2 separate regions of the Mus musculus genome follow, and region 1 is linked to region 2. A link is a contact called in public Micro-C data. All regions are on one chromosome and are shown on one strand. The core of a region is the stretch at or near the end of the contact, and the rest is flanking DNA. Distances in the headings are between cores, read along the strand shown.

What was found. Hi-C and Micro-C count contacts between places; a contact is called where the count stands out from the background.
Region 1: a Micro-C map of B cells shows a contact between it and region 2, with 2.2 times the contacts expected there. The contact joins two enhancer-like sites. A contact is called at or near these places in 2 of 15 datasets of contacts at CTCF or cohesin (the NIH/3T3 cell line and large pre-B cells), 14 of 484 Hi-C or Micro-C datasets (B cells, CD4 T cells, bone marrow-derived macrophages and 7 more) and 4 of 115 datasets of contacts at active chromatin or transcription factors (embryonic fibroblasts, embryonic stem cells and pancreatic cancer cells).

What each region holds. Positions count from the first base shown.
Region 1 is chr9:70,302,451-70,306,558 of GRCm38.p6, reverse strand. All of the region lies in intron 4 of Myo1e (myosin IE), which reads right to left. Among named protein-coding and RNA genes, the nearest start is that of Gm40531, 5.8 kb to the right of the region's middle. Within about 2 kb of position 1,453, at least 28 of the 459 cell types and tissues checked have an H3K27ac peak or open chromatin away from gene starts, as enhancers often do. A contact at or near this core is called in B cells and germinal center B cells, where this site is marked.
Region 2 is chr9:70,236,943-70,240,669 of GRCm38.p6, reverse strand. All of the region lies in intron 1 of Myo1e (myosin IE), which reads right to left. The region is part of intron 1 of Gm26849 (a long non-coding RNA gene); the gene reads left to right. Among named protein-coding and RNA genes, the nearest start is that of Gm26849, 4.2 kb to the left of the region's middle. Within about 2 kb of position 1,374, at least 3 of the 459 cell types and tissues checked have an H3K27ac peak or open chromatin away from gene starts, as enhancers often do. A contact at or near this core is called in B cells and germinal center B cells, where this site is marked.

The DNA of each region.
Region 1 (4,108 bases), core at 204-2,703, 66 kb before region 2:
TGGTCCAGGAGCATCTTCCTGATCTACAGGAAAACAAGATCAGAGCCGGGGGCTTGGTCAACTGTGAGGCTGCTAGCCAATGATGTGTGGCTTACAATAAAGAGTTTCAAAGTCAGGAAAACTCATGACTTCTTGGCTCCATCAATTTACTATCAGGAGAAGAAACTGAGACCTAGAGAGGAGCCTGGCGAGTTACTGAGGTTACAGGAGCTGTCTCAAAGCGAAGGAACCTGCATACTGAAGAATAAACTCAAGAGAGGTTGGGCATGTGGCCTCTGTATTTGGAGAATGAAGTCAAGCCCCCGACCCCCAACATTCTTCCTCTCAGGTCCCTCTTTGACTGCCTGGGGGGATGAGGCCACCAAACTGTCTAATGTGATTTGTGGCAGACACTTTGCAGCACACAGAGGAAGTAGAGGTTAAAGGCATGGACTGAGTCTAGAGGTAGGAGCCTGTAATCAAATAGGAGCCTTGTAGGCATATGGGATGAAGCCTGGATAAAAACTCTAGACCTTCGAGACTTAAGCAGGTATCCCTGACTGACCATAAGTAGCTGTCACACACACCCCTTTGGAGGGGCTCACACCATCCAGGCCTCTAAGAGTACACCTTCCATGACTGCAAGCCTTTGTGTCTGGACCCCCCCCCCCCCCACCTCATCTGATAATGCTGACTCTTCCATACAGCTTTGGATTCTGTCGCTACAATACAGCTGTAACCATAGGCACCAAGAGCAGTTCTCATGAATGTTTGAGCCTGGCAGGGAGAACTGACTATAGCCAGACAGAAGGGAGGGCCATCTTGTCAGGGGACAGGAGTCTTAGCCTAAATTTTGCCTCTTGGTTTTGCCATCTCCTAAATTAAAGTGTACCTCATCTAAATGGCCTCGAAGGTGGATCTTGGAAGGGGCCAGAGGTTCCGCATTGGGCACGTGAATCAAGATGGCGGGGGATCTGAGGGTGGAAGAGGCCTGAGCTGGTGCAACCACGGGCTCTTGAGTAACAAAGCCAACCTCTTCCTTCCCAGGAAACACTCAGAAGAGGAGCAGACTAAGAAAGGAGAAGAAACACCGGGATCTACCAGAAAACTCCTACCGAACTCTCTCATTAAATACAACGAAGGACCCTCCCCAATCCTGCCTCTCCAGTGACCTCAAATTGATGTCACACAGGAGCATTTCCTGTTACTCAAGCAAAATCATCACTCCCTAGGCATCCCCCTGAAAGGGTTTAACTGCATCTACCCTACCATTCGTATTTAACCCTCAGCTTCTAGAAGACAGTTGAAGGCACAAGCGCAGCATGAACACGTGGGATCAGTCAGACAAATCCAGAAGATGCCCCCCAGGAGAACTGGTGTGGTTTCTTAAAAGAACCTACGGCAAGGGGCTCTGGGGGCAGACCACAGGGCGAGCACGTGCATAGCCCGGGTAAGACGGGGTGGCCAGCAGCCAGCAGGAGCACGATGAACCAGAAAGCCAATGTCATAGGGGAAAAAATAAAGCTGGTCATAGGGGAACTGTGGCAAGATAAAAATAAATTCAGAATTCATAACCAATACAGCCACCCTCCCTCAATTTGCATAAACCACTAGGAAAGAACAAGTTTGCAACCACTGAGAGACTGAACACAGAGCTCTGGGCTTTAGAGACACTGGAGAATGGGGGAGAAGTGCTAGTTCCCTGGTTGGGATAATGGTCCCAGAGACACTAACACAAAGATTTTCTTTTACCTCCAGACACATGGAGTAAAATGTCATTGAATCTCACTTCATTGTGAAGCCCCAGGGACCTGCATTTACCTCAAAATGCTTCTCTTATCTTGCTTTACTGTTTTTATTTTGCTACCATGTAAATGTTTTAGAGGGTGGTAAGAGAAAACCAAATTCTGAGATCTTAAGTCAGGTGTGATGGTTTGCAGCTGTAATCTCACCACTTAGGAGCAGAGGCAGGAGTACTGGGGAGGCTTGACCCAGAGTGGGCTACACAGCAAGGCTCCTCCTCAAAGAAACAAAATAAGTCAATGATAAGTGTAACGTTCACAGTCTTAAACCATTAAAATTTAGAGTGTAAAGAACTCTAATGGCAGACAATCTTGACACATGAAGGGCATAGAGAATGTTAAATTAGCTGACTTTTAAAATCCAGTATTTGGGGGCTGGGGAGATGGCTCAGCAGTTAGGTGTACTTGCTGTTCTTGCAGAGAGCCTGGCTTCTATCCCCAGCACCCACTGTTTTCTCACAGCCATTGATAACTCCAGTCCAAGGGGATCCAATCCCCTCTTCTGGCCTCCATGGGGACCAGACACACAGAGGGTATATAGACATACATACAGGCAAAATACTCACACACACAAAATAAAAATGAATGGATCTTTAAACTGTGATATTTTGGCTGTTAATATTGGATATATAGACCAAAAGAACAAAAATAAATTTTAAAATGAATTCAGTATTGCTACCAATTGGCATGATTATTGTTGGTGTTATAATAATATTGCTATTATTTTAGATACATATATGTATGTAGATCTATACATATACAAATATAATGCATACAGTATAAGGCAAATAATTTTATTTACAATATCATTTTAGTAGCAGAGAGACAAATAATAGATATAAAAATCAAGTCAAAGATATTTTAAAATATGTACAATCTGCACATATGGTATACAAATATAGATTTCAAACAAAATACTCATACATGCAAATAATAATAATAATAAATTAAAACAAACAGCCCTCTATAACCTTAAAAGCTAGCTAGAAGTGACAGAATGAACCCATGCCTCATTGATTTTTTTTTAATTTTGATTCAAATTCCTTAGCTTTGTCCACTATGGAGGACAGAAACACTGACAGCTGGTGTCAGGATCAGTGGTGTCTAAAGATCATGTCTCATTCGACTGAACAAAGAGCCCCTTGGAGAAAGGGCCAGTTCCAGGTCTCGGGATGGCATAAATAAAATGAGCTTGGACCATGTGCCACAAGAAAATGATCCAAGAGGACCTGAGATGTGTCAAGGACACAGAGACCTGGACAAGGGGCCCTCACTGGCAGAAGGGAGATTATCTGAGACACCTAAGAGATGACTGCAGTGTAAACAGTAGGCTAGTTTAAATTCACTAGTTAGAGGTGATACTGAAAATAAATACATGCTACCTTCAGAGGTTGCCAGGGCAACAACTCATTACTTTGAAAAAGTGAGAAGAAACGACAATGAGTAGGCATTTTATCCAGTTTTCCCATAAAGATTATATTTTAAGATGAAATAAAAAACATGTCCAACTATCACATGTAAAAGAAATAACAGAATGAGAAAATAACTTTGAGGAATGGTCATAAGGATGAGAATCGGGAATGGATGGATTGATTGATACTCTGAACATCACACTGAGAGAGACTAACGGTAATGACGTTCATTGCATAACATGTTTTTGTAAAAAATGAATTTGCATCTGGCCATGCTTTGAGACATACTATCAATTTATACATGAGGTCATCAACACCAACTGTCAACTTGATAGGACCTAGAATCACCTAGGAGGACTCTGGCCATGCCCATGAAGAAGTTTCTAGGTTGGATTAATTAAGGCAAGAAGACCCACCCTGAATCCGGGCTTACCACCCCACAGCCTGGGGTCTTGAACTGAATAAAGAGAGAGAGCAAGCTGAGCACCCAAATCCATCTCCCTCTTGCCCTACCGCAGATGCAATGTGACCAGCCGCCTCATGTCCTTACTGTACCCTAAAACTGTGAGCCAAAGTAAACCATCAGATAAAAACTGGCACAAGACTATTGCTTACGGTGGAAATGACCTCCAAATTTCAACCCGTAAATTGCTATTGTCAGGTATTTTGTGCAGCAAGGAGACAAGTAACTATGACAACAGGAAATATAGAGCATGGTGGGAGGCGTCGGCCGGCATCATCACAGGATACAGTCAGCCAGTGCCTGGAAGGGCCTACAACCCTCCTCTTTAATAAATGAATGCCAAGAAAAACAGAGAATGAAGGAGATCACTTAGTGTCTAGGAGACGTGAGAGACACAGCAACCAGGGGCGATTGTGTGGGCTTTGTTTGGATTCTAAATGCTAGCAAACCAG
Region 2 (3,727 bases), core at 125-2,624:
TAAGATGAATGAACGGATTTATTTTAGTTGTGTGTGTATGCACGTGTGTGAGTACCCTCAGAGGCCAGAAGCTGTAGTTACAGGTGGTTGTGCGCCACCCAGCATGGTGGGTGCTGAGTTCAGAACTCAGGTCCTCTATCAAAGCAGTATGAGCTCTCGACTGCTGAGCCATTTGTCTAGCCTCTTCCTCTTAGCTTTTGAGACACCCTATGTTATGAGTATTGGCCCTGAACCTGTGCCACAGCATCTCAGTTACCTACCTAGTGTGCCACCATGTCCAGCTCCAAAATGTGTCTTTAGAGAAAAAAAAAAAAAGATTTTATTTATAGGAGTCCACTGTAGCTGTCTTCAGACACACCAGAAGAGGGCATCGGATCCCATTACAGATGGTTGTGAGCCACCATGTGGTTGCTGGGAATTGAACTCAGGACCTTCCACAATCTAAACTTAATTAGGTTAGTTCCTGGCGCATCTGTACAAGGTGCCAGTAGCACCCCAAGTCTAAAGCTGGGCCCACAAGCCTGTGGTGTAAGATTCGGGATTGGTCTCAGATTGCTTCTCTCTGTACCTCTGGGAGTTTTCACTCTGCAGTCCTGTAATTTCTCAGCTTCCTTTAACTGCAGCTCTTGTATTATTGCAGGGTAGAGATGAGGTTCAAAAGACATGAAAGGAAACAGAAAGGCTCATTTTAAAATAAGGATAAGGTAAGGCTAATTCAAGGAGAATGCAGCCCAAAGCTCTCCTTTGTTAGCCTGGAATGTAGGCACTAGATAAGAACTGACACACAAGTAGAAATTAAGCCAAAGTAAAAGCTACCCTGCAATTTTGCAGAGCATTTGTTTCCACCCATTTATCTTTTGGAACCTTCAAACCCTATGGCAGAGCGCTTACCTAGCACACACAAAGCTCTGGGTTTGATCCTCCAGCATCATATAAACTGAGTGGCATGGTGCATGCCTATAGTCCCAGCACCTTGGAGATTAGAGGCTAATAATAATAGTAATAACAATACAAATAATAATAATAAGTATTATTATTGTCATAAAAATTAAAGGTCACTGTTGGTGATATAGATTCAGGCCAGACTGGCCACTTGAGACTAAAAACAAAACAGGTGCTGGAGACATGGCTCAGCGGTTAAGAGCACTGACTGCTCTTCTAGAGTTCAATTCCTAGCAACCACGTGGTGGCTCAAAAACATCTGTAATGGGATCAGATGTTTTCTTCTGGTGTGTCTGAAAACAGCTACAGTATACTCATAAATAAAACTTAAAAAAAAAAAAAAGCCTGAAAGTGGAAGCAGATCAAGTGGACAGACAGACAGCATTTCTGATTGGCCCATGAGGAACTATGTTCTCAGAGAAGTTAACTCAGATTGCAAAGACGTAGGCAAGGGGGAATTCAAAGTCTTCTAGTTGCTGTCACCCCCTATGTGAGATAAAGTGTATGACCAGATTAATGCATCCAATAATGTAGCCAATTTAATGGAAATGAAATCTAGGCTTTCTATAGCACTTACAAACACAATGACCATCTCAGAGTTAAAAAGTGAACCCCAAGTCACAACTTGCAATTAGAGAAGAATGGAATAAAGCACAGGAGTCCAAGACTTCACTATGAGAGGGCACAGGAGGGCACATGCACACCAATGCACATGGATTAACCCAAAGAGCAGTGTCAGCCTCAAGACAACTTGGAGCATCCTCCTATAAATCCACAGAATGGTCATCGTACAGTCTAATGCCAAATCCACACACACCAATTGTCCCCATTACTTAGAGCAGACCTTTGTGCTACCATAGAACAGGCGAGGACTCCAGAATTCATTCTGCTCGCTTTCTGTTAGTTGGCGCTAATTTTGTTGCCACAACCAGCCCCACAGTGTTTTGTCTTTTTCTGAAGTCCTGGGTGAAGAAACCCTAAGGTCTTGCACATGCCAGCAAGCGCTCTATCACCAAGCTGCGCCTGCAGTCCTCTATGTGATTATTTACTTTGTATGCAGGTGCAATGGTGTGCTTGTGCATGCAGAGGTCAGAGGACAAGCCCAAGTTTCAACCGACCTTGTTTTCTGAGGCATGGTGTCTCATTGGCTTGGAGATCATCCTTTTGGCTAGACTTGCTGGACAGCGAACTTCAGGGATCGACCTTCCTAGGCCTCCCCAGTGCTGGGGTTACAAGCATGCTCCACCATAGCTGCCTTTTTTCATGAGTTCGAGGGACTAGAACTCAAGACTTCATGTTTACTAGGCAAGCACTATTGACAGCTATATCTCAGACTTACATGTTGGGTCTTAAATGGGTGTCTCTATTATATAAAGAAGCTAAACAGTTGCTCATCTTCCCATACGCCTCAGAGGTGAGGATGTAAACATAGCAGGAGGTGAGTTTTGAGTTTGGCCTTCCTTTCTCTGAGGCCTTGGAGGGTCTACTGTCTGCGATGGCCTTACAAGGAGCCCTCTGGGGAGCAACCTAAGAAGGGCCACTTTTTAAAAATCTCTGCAATCTCACACCCTGACTCCACATGCTGTTTTTCCAGCTGCTCCTTTAATAATCTTGCTTCATTTCTACTACGTTCTGCATAAACTTGCCAATCTTCTACACCACTGGGAGAATGCCTCCTAGCCACCTCGGCCTGACCACACACACAGTCAGCCCTTTTCCCGTTGATGGACGGGGTTATCTTTCCTCTGAGCAAATTGATTTCCCACTTTCTTCCAGTTCTTTCCTCCTGCCGTTCCTTCAGCTTCTAGTTCTTCTCCCCGCCCCTATGCCCATTCCTGTGTTTACACTGCAAAGAGCACTTTCAGTAGATTCCTCTTAAGTTTCTATAGCTAAGTAAACACTTTGGAAGCAGTGAGCCTTTCTAGACACAGACCCCAGTAAGAGGGAAGTGTATGACAGGCCAGCAACTTCCTGACTGAATGACCAATTACCCTCATCAGGAAACTCTGTGGTAGAGGATGTGTTTAAAAAATATTGCTCTGGGGGTGGGAGTGGGGTGGCTAGAGAGATGGTTCAGTGGTTAAGTATATCCTGTTCTTGCAGAGGACCTGAATTCAGCTTCTAGCATCCAGCCACCTAGGACACCAGCTTCTAGAGATCCAATATTCTTTCTGGCCTCTGAAAGTATCTTCTTCTCTCTCTCTCTCTCTCTCTCTCTCTCTCTCTCTCTCTCTCTCTCTCCCACACACACACACACACACACACACACACACACACACACACACACCTAACTCTCAAATTATTATTTACATAATTCCTTCCCCTTTTCTGCCCTCGACAGACATGTGAATAGGCAAAACGCTTCTGGAAGCCAATCATGTAGTTCATTGTAGCCAGTAGCCATGCATGCATGAGTTTGCTTGACAGTAATAGAAGTCCAGGTGTTTGGTGATAGCTGGTAACATCCGAGGTGCAGCAGAAGCATGGGGCCATATCATAAGTCAGGACATAAGTTTGATATCTGCCAGGAGTCTATGTTTTTTATCAATAGTCTTACATATCAAAATGTAGCCAACCAGCCAAATAAAATCTATCCTATATACAAAGTAACTGAAGCTGAGGACTGTCTATTGTAGCTGGGATTTCTGTGCATGCTACATGCATGTGAACATGTGGATGTGCACACATGCAGAAGCCAGACTAGGATGGTGAGTGTCTTTCTCTATTGCTCTTCTGCTGTGTTCATTTGAGAGAAGTCTCACTGTGTAAGCCAGGCTAGCTGACC